Linked DNA regions of Sus scrofa: region 2 is linked to region 1. A link is a contact called in public HiChIP or PLAC-seq data. All regions are on one chromosome and are shown on one strand. Each heading gives the region's core, a stretch centred on a gene start, on an enhancer-like site or on the middle of the called end of the contact. The rest is flanking DNA. Distances are from core to core; before and after follow the strand shown. Region 1 holds the start of ASF1A (histone chaperone ASF1A). Region 2 holds the start of NUS1 (dehydrodolichyl diphosphate synthase complex subunit NUS1).

Region 1 (5,849 bases), core at 1,938-4,437:
AGCCAACCTCTGGCTTGGGACTTGAGACAAAATTATAAAGTGGAGATATCTCTTCAGAATATTCTGGTGTTTCCATTGTGGCTCAGCAGGTAACAAACCTGACTAATATCCATGAGGACATGGGATCCATCCATGGACCCACTCAGAGGGTTACGGATCTGGCGGTGGCTGTGGCTGTGGTGAAGGCCAACAGCTGCAACTCCAATTCAACCCCTAGCCTGGGAATTCCATATGCCACAAAAAAAAAAAAAAGAATATTCTGTAGTTTAATTTCAAGAACAAAATTTTTAAAGAATTGCAGTATACAAGATGGGACCTCTAAGAAACCTTTGCTAATAAGTGAACTCAATTTCCTTAATCCACACAGCCTCTAGGTGGAGTACCTAAGCATGGCACCTTTCTGAAAGATTCCTTTGCAGCTTTGGTATGACTCAGCTTAAACTCTTAAAAATTACTAAATAAATGCTTACATAGGTGCCCAGGGAGGTGAGGTATACAAGTCGAAGTAGATGTATTCCTGACATCAATACTGTAAAGATTCTGATGTGATTAGCTGGGTTCTAAACAGATCCCAGTTACAAGTGGAACACAATTCAGCTTCTACCAATGGCAGGTTTCAGCCACCCAATGGCAAAGCCCTCTAACAACATCCTGAATCATCTATCTTCCCCGTTCAGAACTGGCTCTAAAATGGAAGGCATCACTTGACAAATACTTGTAATTTCGAGAACTTCCAATGCCTAAATACTCCAGTATAAGGTGGAGTTGATTCATCAAAAGTTTCCCTCTTGCATTTGCCCACTTTTATATGCAACTGAAAATAAAAAGGAAAAATCAGACTAATGGGCATGAAAATGGGCCTAGTGGTTGAAATGCCTATGAATGTAGGCCTGTATACTATGGGAAAGTAACCAAGTAGCTTCAGAGTACCCTATTAATCTGTTTTAATTTTATTATCAATGGCCTATTTAGGAATTAGTTCAACAAATGAATCGTCTTTCAAAACGTGCCCTACTTATATATGTGCACATAGGCTTTATGTATGTAGTAAAACTACATGGAAAAGCACAGACTAAAGTATTATAATTACTTATAGATGAGTGAAATGGGGGAGGCACTGAGTATAGAGAATGGTTACGTTATTATGTCTGCACAACTTTTAAAAAGTTTATTACAGTAAGCATGTTGTTTCTGTAATTTAAAACGTTAACACCCTACATAAAATACATGATATAGAGATTAAAAACCAATTTTTAAAGTGAAAGTGCTTTACATGCCATGGTTAGCATATTTTTAAAAATGCACTTTGTTAAACACACCTGTAAGTTAAAAGTACGTCTATTTAATTTTAAAATTACCGTTGGTGAAGTTAAAACTTTTTCCTCCTCAAATTTTCAAAATGAAGCACTGGACAATTTTAGTAAAATCGCGAGAGTAAGACCTTAGCAAACTTTAGCTTTCTAAATATTACTGCACATACTAAAAATATTTATCTTTTTTAAGACCTTAAAAATGGACTTAGAAAAAATGGCACAAATTTCTGCATTACCATCAGGACTTAACCTTTTATTTCCTAGCCCACTTTTTTGTGTTTTATGTTCAGGTTATTTGGATGTGGAGTTATTTTAATTAGAGTTCAACACGTTCTTGAAGAAAGTCTTCTTTCAGACTACTTAGAAACCAGTGATAAGGTCCTGGAAACTATTTAAATATTTTACTTATTTCTGCATTTGGGTTAAATGTAACCACCTAGCTAGCAATATTTTCTTCCTGAGAGAAGATTTCGGTCCTTAAGGATGAGGAGTCCACGCCGGTCGGGGCGAGCCTGCGCGCCAGCATCCCCCAGGCGCCTCGAGCATCCCCGGCGCCGGCCCTGGAGCGCCGGCCCGGGAGCACCCGCGGCCCCCGGGGAGCGCCGTCGCCGGCCCGCGGCGCCGAGGGGCCGAGCCTGCGCCCGCCTCCCCCGCTGGTTGGTCGAGGGAGCCAGAAATCAGCGCGAGGACAGCCTCGCTCTCCTCCCCGAAGCGGCCGGGCATGGCCACCCAGGAGTGTACGGTAACTCCGGCATTAGCTCTAAAAATGGATCTGCCTCTCGCTCCGGGGCAGGAAGGTGGGCAGGCGGGGCGCCGTGTTCGTCACCCGCGGAGAGGAGGCGTCGTGACGCCGGGGTCGGTGGCCCAATTCTCTACTCTTGGTAAGATGGCTCCGCTGCTAACTCGCCGGCGCGACCACACACATGCCTCTCCCTTTCCACCTCGTCGCCGGGACCGCGGGGGCCGTGGAAGCCATTCGCGGCTCGGGGCCAGCCCGGCGCGACCCCTGGCCGGTGCCGCGGGAGAGAGTGCGGGTCTCGTGAACCGCCCGCCCGCCAGACAAAGCTGACAACATGGCTACCTCCGCTCGAACAAGTTCCTCGCAAGTTGAGCCGCAGCAGGCGCCCCGGCTGCGGCCGAACGCCGCGCACGCCTCGGCGGCCGTCGTCCATCAACTTCAAGTTTCCCTCCGCAGAGCCGAGACCGCAGCTCGCCCGGCGCCGAGCACCGACTGCCCGCGCGAGGCCGGGCCCGGGAAACTTTCAACGTCTGCAGCCCGCAACTGACAGCCCGGCGGCTGGCGGGCGCCCGACTCACCTTCAGACAGGTCCTCGATGCACTCGAAGGTGATCTCGAACTGGAATGGGTTGTAGAAAGGAGAAGGGTTATCCAGCACCACTACATTGTTCACCTGAACCTTTGCCATATTTTGAAAAAAACACAAACAATGGGAACGGGGGCTTGTTGCGGCACAATAAAGTCCAGCGCGCGGCCGCTCGGGAGAGCGCAGACCCCCGCCCCGGCGCCGGCCCGACGTCGTGCAGCGGCGACTTGAGAAACTTTTTTTTCCTCTTTTTATTTACACGGGAACACTCCACTGTGTTTTGCAGCTTTCCTATTTCACTAAACTACAGCCCATTCTGCTCTGATAACTAGCAGCGTTGCCCGCGATTGGCTGCACCCGAGCTCTGACCCTCCTCCTCCAGCGAGGGCCTCTGCGGCGAGCAAGATGGGCTCCCGCTCCCGGAATGGACTCGGAAACTTTAACTGCGGCTCCACCTGCTGGTGTGGATTAGGACAAAGGCGGAGAACAAAGTGAGTGGAATACGGGCTGGGAGGCCCGCGCGGAGGCCGCCGGCGGCGGCGGCGGGGGGAGGGGCGGAACAGGCCCCGCCCCCCGGCCCGGCGGCTCCCGCGCCGCACGTCGGGCGTGGCCGCGGCGGGGCGGGGTCGAAGGAGGCGTGGTCACGGGCGAGGCGGCGGGGGCGTGGCCACGGCGAGGAGGCGTGCTCGCCGTGGGCCTGGCGGCGGGAGGGTGTGATCTCAGGCAACGCCCGCCTCTTGGGATTGCTTGCTGTGGGTTTTTTTCTTTTAACGCTTTTTTTTAAACATCAGTCCAACGGCTTTTCCGGCTCTCTACTGAATTAAGCACATGTGAATCTGTTGTCCACAGTAGCTTAGGTTCAGCCTCTGTATGTTGGGTAATATTGGGTGTAGAAAAAGGGTTGGTTGCAGTGGAAGTATATTGTATTTTATAGACTGATGCCAACTCAAAAGGAATAAAGCCATTTTGGAAATGTAGTTCTTGGCCAATACCTGCGTTTGGGCACAATAGCGCCGTTAGTTAAGTAGATACAAAATGAAGGGCGAGAAGACGCTCTTCCGCACACACTTTGTGCAATAGGTAATACTTGGGTGGCACCTCGGTCTTCTTTCTCCCATTCCAATCTGGAAACTCTAGAATAAGAAAAAGATTACTGGAGGTGGGATCAGTTACACTCCAGGTTTCTACTGTGTGGTGGGCATAACAGGAAAATAAAAGGAGAAAATTGCAGTGTGAGGAGACCAAAAGGTAACAGATATCAATAGAGAAGGGAAAAGGAGAGTAGGAATCACAAAGGAATACTGACATGCAATTTTCAAAAAATCCATGACCTAAAAGGTTAGTAAATACAAATTATGGCACCACAAACAAGGGAAACTGTTGCTTGATTATTCCACATTCAGTGTCTATTTGCTGTTTGACTATCTTTGTAGGGAAAAGATAAGCTCGTAACACATTTATAAGATTGTTGAACTGTTTCTATTTGCCAAGTAAGAGTGGTATAAAGGTTTTCTTTTTTCTTTTTCTGCTCTAATAGAACCGATATTTATAAGCCACTTTTTTTTCTTAAGAATTTTGAATGAAGTCTCTAGACTTGGCTAATTAAATCTAGAGGAAAGAAAATATTCCTTAAGTATCATCTATGCTGAAAGTTTCAGTATAATGCCCAGAATTTTAAGTTTTGTTCATACTTGAGTAGGTTGCTTTTTTTTTTTGTCTTTTTACCTTTTCTAGGGCCGCTCCTGTGGCATATGGAGGTTCCCGGGCTAGGGGTCGAATCAGAGCTGTAGCCACCCGCCTATGCCAAAGCCACAGCAACGCAGAATCCGAGCCATGTCTGCGACCCACTCCACAGCTCATGGCAATGCTGGATTCTTAACCCACTGAGCAAGGCCAGGGATCGAACCCACAACCTCATGATTCCTTGTCGGATTCGTTTACCACTGAGCCACAACAGGAACTCCATAGGTTGCTTTTAATGAGACTTCTTCATCTGATGCTCTTTTGAAAGTAATAATGAACAGAAAATACCAGTCCTCCCACATTTACTACTTACACACACATTTACTATTTACTATTTAAATACTTAAGAGCAAGGGTCCCATTTTTATTGTCAGTGCATTAGCAGTCAAATAGGACCTACAAGCAAAATTTTCCTCAAGCCTAGTTGTTTGTGTGCATTAGAGTATAAGGGTCATACTGTGGTGACAGATGCATATTATGCTGACTGATAAATTAATAAACTATATTCTCTGCTCAGTGTTATTAGTGCTGGTCTTAATACTACCTCAAATAAAGTGTAAATTGCTGTATGCTGTAAGACTCACTGGATATATAAGATAAATAACCATTTGAAGTATAAAACGTGATTCTCTTGAGAATAGTATATGCAGTTTCCTGAATGTTGCAGGCACATTTAGGAGGTTCTAATCCACTTACTCAACACAAATGGCGTTATAAGCTTGGTAAAATCAAGTGCATTTTGCAGTCTGACCATAGGTGTGTCGTAATAAGTTATGTCTTAAGATTGGTTTTTGGTGGATATGCAGCATCAAGAACAAGAAGATTGGAGTTCCCTTGTGGCTCTGCAGGGTAAGAACCCAACATAGTGTCCGAGAGGATGTGATTTCAATCCCTGGCCTTGTTCAGCATTGCTGCAAGCTGTGGTGTAGGTTGCACATGCAGCTCAGATCTGGCATTGCTGTGGCTGTGGTGTAGGCTGGCAGCTGTGGCTCCAACTCAACCCTTAGCCCAGGAACTTCCATATGCTGAAGTGACCATAAAAGGGGAAGAAAAAAAAAAAAAAAAGAATGAGATTTCCCTCGATACTATTAGTTTGGCTTATTTTCTTTAAAATACTTTGTTTACCATGTCACATATAATAGAATTTAAGGGGAAAAAAGCCCCAAGAGTTGACTCTAGGCCTTTCATGTTGCCTTTCCCATCTTAACTCTTTGTTACTGCTTCTCAAAAATACTAAGGAGCCTTTGGACACTCTGCAATAGTTTCCTCACCATTAACAATGCATTCCAGGAAAGACCAAAGGGATTCCAGATGTGCCTTTGCCTATTTCTAAATTAACTGGCAAACATTTAGAGAAAAGGATTGTAAAACCATTATTCTGGTTTCAGAGGCAGTCTATAAGATCAGTTGCTGAACAACTTTTTGGTGACTCTCAAAACAGTTAATTAACCCTTTTGCGATAGATAGAT
Region 2 (5,849 bases), core at 1,273-3,772, 970 kb after region 1:
GAAAGACTCTTATTTCAAACAAGGAAATTAAAAATCCCTTAGCCCTTACAAAAAGAATTAAAATTGCTTTTACAGTAGAACACAAAATGCTGTGAACCTGCACCGATAATGTTCCCTAAAACTCCTTTCGGTTATCACTCAATATCTGATTAGCTTGACTTCTTCCTTTTCATTACCAATCATTTTTCTTTTTGTGCTATGACATAGGATATTTCTGAATCACATCAGCAATTCAGGAACAAGAGTTAGAGGAACAAGAAAGTGTGGCAATATTATAATCTGTGTTAGGAGGCACAGTCACCAAGTGAAACTATATTTATCTATTCATTTTCCTTCCCTACCAAAAGGTTAAAAAAATCACCACCGGGACATAACTGATTCACTTAAAAGTCAATTCACCACACTACTCAATGGCTTTAATTAATTCCCATTTCTGCTTCGCTTATTTCCCCCCCCAGACAGTATTTCTTAAGCAAAGATTGTGTCACCTCTTAACAGTCTTGTGATTTCTACTGGTCTGTCAAGTTCTTTGTCAAGTTTCATAAAAGGTCAGCCCCTGAGTGTATTTACTTTACCTTACAAGGTAAATTATCACTTGATGATGACAGGCTACTTAGTCATCATATTCCTTGCTGGCTGCAAGGAAGGTGAAAAGTCAACCAAAGATTACTCTAATACCCTCTAAGAATTACTATCTGACCTCAATCTAACCTAACAAAACCTCACACTTACACCTGCCTATCTGACAAAGATTTAAAGATTAAAAACCAAATTGCAAAGCACACCAGTAACTTATTGAACAAAAACTAAAACATTAGTTTTCCTTCTTTCATACCAATACTCCTAAATCACTCTTCCCTCTTAGGAATTTCCAGTGCTTTCAGGATTTAACTGAAACCCAAGCTAACATTCAGAGCCTTCCCCAGCCTTATCTCCTACTCATTCTTTCAATGTCTGGCTTAAATCTCCTCTCCTCTCCATTAACTTCTCAAGTTCCTCCATTCAGAATTTCTCTTCCCCCTTCTCACAGCAGTTACTCACTCCTAACATTTATTACTGAGCATGCCACTCATGTGAGTGTGTGTCTACTCCCCACAAGTCTAGAGTCCTTGGAATTAAATGTAAGAATCTCAAGCAGATGCCAAGCACTGTGGTTTAGATTTGTAGCTTCCCCATAAATGTTGAATTTTTGTAGCTGCAGAAATTCCCTATGGTGAAAATTTTCTCAACTAAAACTTATGGGAGGACAATTACTGTGTCAAGTACTGCCTTGGCCACTAGAGATCGAGGATCCCACATCATCCCAGACCTCTGATGACAGAAAGTGACCACTTTCCTTTCTTCTTATCCAGTCTCCCACGTACTTTTCATAAGCCCACTTCAAATGCCACCTGTCCCCAACCACTGAGCTTAGACATAAATCCTCCTCAGCTTGCTGTGATTTACCAACAGTGCCTTGAGCTTCTCTGAAGAACCACATCGGTGTAACAAAAAGCTAAAACTGAGGAAAAGCACAGACTGGCTAAAATTTCAATCCTATTACTACCTTTCTAACTTTGGTCAAATCAGTGAGTTCTGTTGATTTCGGCTCCCTCAGTTGTGAAACAAGGGTATACAAACATTACCCACCTTCTTGAGACGTTATAACGAATAAGAAATATTTTTAAATACACAGAAAGCGACTGAAAGCGAATCAGGGACTTAATAGGTGTGCAATTAAGCCTATTTCCCTTCCTCGAAAGCGCTAGCACCCTAATTTGCCCTTAAGAGTTTCGGAACAGGTAAACTCGCGGAGCCGGGAGAACTGCGGTGAACGGCGCGCCCCAAGTACACCTGCGGGAGGTGCGGTCCCTGTGGCCACAGACGCCCCGGCATCGCCACTCCAGGCCTCACCTTGGTGGTCGTAGACGCTAATGTAAGAGATGCCCACGGCCATACACCACACCACGAGGCTTGCGATGTCCGAGAAGCTGGGCTCCTGCTCCTCCTCGGTGATCACCAGGCCCATGTGCACAGGCAGCTTCTCCAGAGAACGGCAGTCCGCGCGCCAGCGTAGTCGTGGGTGGGCGGCGGCCGAGGCCGACCCCCCTCGTGGATGCCGGTGGTGACGGCGGTTCCGGCCGACAGCCGGGGGCTTGCGGAGCGTGAAGCCGAGCGGCGCTAGGACCGCGGCGGAGGCGGCGCGACAGCAACGCCGCCAGATCCAGTTCCAGGTGCCGAACCGAACGCGGAGCCAGGAGGTGAGCGTGCGGTGCAGGCAGAGCAGAGCGTGCAGCACCCGCCACACCAACTCGTACAGCCCCGTCATACTCTCGTGGCGCCCGGGCGTCCTCCCTTCTCCCTCCCACACCCGCGGCGCGACCGCTTTTTATCCGGCCCTGCGGCCGGCGCGGGCCATTGCTCCGCGTTCCCCGCCCCCCGCAGCCGAACCCCTTTCTACTGCCAACACCTCATCTCGCCCCCGCCGCCATCTTCCTCCTACCTCGGCAGCCCCGCCCCAGCTAGTACATGGACAGTTCTGATTGGTCGGCGTGGAACTCTGACGCGGCCTCTAGGTCGGAGGATGTGGCCTAGCCTGACGACTGGAGGGAGGGCGTGCGCCTGCGAACTAGATGGGCGGAGGACGGACAGCGCCCCCTACAAGTGTGGAGGGTGAGGAGCAGGATCCCACCCTCCCCCTCCCGAGCGGGTCTTCTTAGTTGGACTGGGTGTTGGGTCCTGGGAGTCTTATTATACTGTCTGTTCTCGCAGACTCGCCAGAAACGGGAAACGGCTCCCATGGAGTGAAAATGGCTCAGATGGATTGGAAATTTTAAATGCCGGAAAGAACCTGAGGGTAAAAAAGTAGCCCTCAGTAAGTGTTGGTGCTGGAGGTCAACCACGGTTTCCAAAAGGAAATGTATGCTGAGGCAAAAAAGTGTGTCCTGTAGAGAGGTCTTTGGTCAAACCTTTTAGCTGAGGCTAATTCTTCCAAGAATGGCAATGAGGATATTGTTCCTGAATTAAAGGTAATCTTCCTGAAACACTGCTTTCTGCCCACGCCATTCCTCGCCAAATGGTATCCTTACAGGCTATTCATTGCTTAGTACTTAAAAGAGAGCTCCATCGCCTGCCACTCCAGTCACTCCAGTCATTTCATTCATTCATTCATTCATTCATTCATTCAGCGATTGTAACTACCAGCTCGATTGACCTCAGCCACCATCTCTGTTTGATGTAAAGTGTGGTATCATCGTTTTTACACAGCCAATCTGGAGTTCCTGTCCTGGCACAGTGGAAATGAATCAGAGTAGGAACAATGAGGTTTCGGGTTCTGTCCTTGGCCTCGCTCAGTAGGTTAAGGATCTGGCGTTGCTGTGGCTGTGGCATAGACCGGCAGTTGTAGCTCGGATTGGACCCCTAGCCTGGGAGCTTCCGCATGCCACAGGTGCGGCCCTAAAAAGCAAAAAGAAAGAAAGAAAGAAAGAAATTAGGCTACATACTCCACAGACACCCCTGCCCCCGCGTGCGCGCCCATCCCCAGCTGACAACTTGCCACATTTCTCTGATGTTCTCTCTCTTTTTTTTTTTTTGTCTTTTTGCCTTTTGGGGGCCACTCCCGAGGCATATGGAGGTTCCCAGGCTAGGGGTCCAATCGGAGCTGTAGCTGCCAGCCTACGCCAGAGCCACAGCAACGCGGGATCCAAGCCGCGTCTGAAACCTACACCACAGCTCACGGCAATGCTGGATCCTTACCACTGAGCAAGACCTCAACCTCATGGTTCCTAGTCGGATTCGTTAACCCCTGAGACACGACGGGAACTCCGGGAAGAGAAGGAAGCCCACTTCTCTTCTTTGGCATCTAGTAGGCTAGGAATGACAATGCCCAGGGGTTGCTCCCATTTCTGCCTGGAATTCTGCACTGAGAAGGAGGCAGATTCATTCATTGCCTTTTATTGTCAACCACAATTCTGGGACAATAAAAGGAAAACTGCACTATGGTGTCCTGATATATGTATATACATTCAATCCAAAGAAGTTTATGAACTTCTTTCTTTTCTGAATGATTTCTTATTTTGTTATTCCCCCCTCCTCCAAAAAAAGGAATAAAATGTGGCACTTTTAGGAGCTTTAAGGTTTCGGAATACAAATTTTGGATTTCTTAAACATATCTAAACTCCTCGAATTCCATGAACAGAAAAATGCAGAAAGAATTCCACAGCCTCAGAAAGATATTAAGTCCCAAACATGATGGGAATAGTGTTTGATTTCTTTTCAGTTTACAAAAATATTTTAAAGTTAACTTAATCTTTACAACCAAGCATATGACCTGTGTAGGTCAGATGGAACTATCTCAGTTTTACAGAAAAGAAAACTGTTAGGTTAATGTGTAAGTGTCTGGACTCTAAGGAAGAGCCTTTCAGCTAACTCATCCTTACTCCTTTCCCTGTATCCTTCTCTATAGTGTGGAAATGGTACCTTTTGAGGTGATGCTATTCCAGTCCTCATTTGATTGTTGTAAGGACTAGGGCAATAGTGTACACAAAGTGTTTAGCGTAATGTCTGGTCAGTAGAGAGCTCAGTAATTTAATCTACTGCAGAAAAATGAGACAATTTCGGGTTTTTTCCTACAAAGTACATTATCATTTACTACATTTCTCATTATCAACAATCGTAATCTTGTGGTTAAACTAATACAAATAGCCCTTAAAATGGATCATTTTCTCATTAAAAGGTAAAAGCCTCACTAAGTAAAAATACAGAGGCCTGGTCTAAGTTTAGCTGCTGGATCTTGAAGCATAAAGAATGACAATATTAAGGAAAAAAATGTTGGAGTTCCTACTGTGGATCAGCAGGTTGAGGACCAGACATTGTCTCTGTGAGGATACGGGATCAATCCCCGGCCTTGCTTAGTGGGTTAAGGATTGGGTGTTGCAGCAAGCTGTGGCATAGATCGCAGATGTGGCTCAGATCCAGCGTTGCTGTGGCCATGGCATAGACCGTAGCTGCAGCTCTGATTTGACCCCTAGCCTGGAAACTTCCATATGCCACAGGTGCAGCCTTAAAAAAAGAAAATTAGGGAGTTCCCGTCGTGGCGCAGGGGTTAACAAATCTGACTAGGAGACATGAGGCTGTGGGTTCGATCCCTGACCTTGCTGAGTGAGTTAAGGATCCAGCGTTGCTGTGAGCTGTGGTGTAGGTCACAGACATGGCTGGGATCCCACATTGCTGTGGCCACTGGCGTAGGCCAGTGGCTACAACTCCAATTGGACCCCTAGCCTGGGAACCTCCATATGCCGCAGGAAGCAGCCCTAGAAAAAAGACAAAAAAAAAAAAAAAATTAGATCAAGGGTCAACAAACCATGGCCATGTTCCAAATCTGTCCCCTTTCCTGTTTATTCTATTTATTTTTTTAAAAATGGACTTCATTTTTGAGAGCAGTTTTAATTTTACAGCAAAATAGATCAGAGAGTACCAAGGGGCCCCATATACTGTTATTCGTTTGAATTTGTCTACACAGAAGGTAAAAAAAAAAAAACTCCAATAAACTCCATTCTTTCTGGCATTCCAGATATATAATACTTCATTAACCTTCAATTACAGATGCTTTATTTCCAATAGGATGTGTTTGATCATGGATTTTTCAGATGTGCATTGTTTAATTTCCAAACATTTTGGTGCATTTAACTATTGATTTCTAGCTTAATTACAGTGTCCAAAAAACATATTATGACTAATTTCCATTATTGTTATATTTTCTTGCCCAACATGTAGTCCATCTTGGTAAATGTGCTACGTGAACTTGAAAAGCACAGGAATGTAAAATTTGACCTGAGGCTCAACCCTGCTTCCCCAGTCCCCTCCCTATG

What was found. HiChIP or PLAC-seq counts read pairs in DNA pulled down with a chosen protein or histone mark.
Region 2: a contact with region 1 is called in an H3K27ac HiChIP or PLAC-seq map of alveolar macrophages. The contact joins the promoter of NUS1 here to the promoter of ASF1A in region 1. A contact is called at or near these places in 1 of 5 promoter capture datasets (liver) and 1 of 2 datasets of contacts at active chromatin or transcription factors (alveolar macrophages).

What each region holds. Positions count from the first base shown.
Region 1 is chr1:43,211,832-43,217,680 of Sscrofa11.1, forward strand. It overlaps ASF1A (histone chaperone ASF1A), which reads right to left and starts at 3,188. Exons shown (of 4, transcript XM_003121238.4): 1 at 2,631-3,188. The coding sequence starts at 2,739. All of the region lies in intron 7 of MCM9 (DNA helicase MCM9), which reads left to right.
Region 2 is chr1:44,183,702-44,189,550 of Sscrofa11.1, forward strand. It overlaps NUS1 (dehydrodolichyl diphosphate synthase complex subunit NUS1), which reads right to left and starts at 2,523. Exons shown (of 5, transcript XM_001928072.7): 1 at 1,894-2,523. The coding sequence starts at 2,308.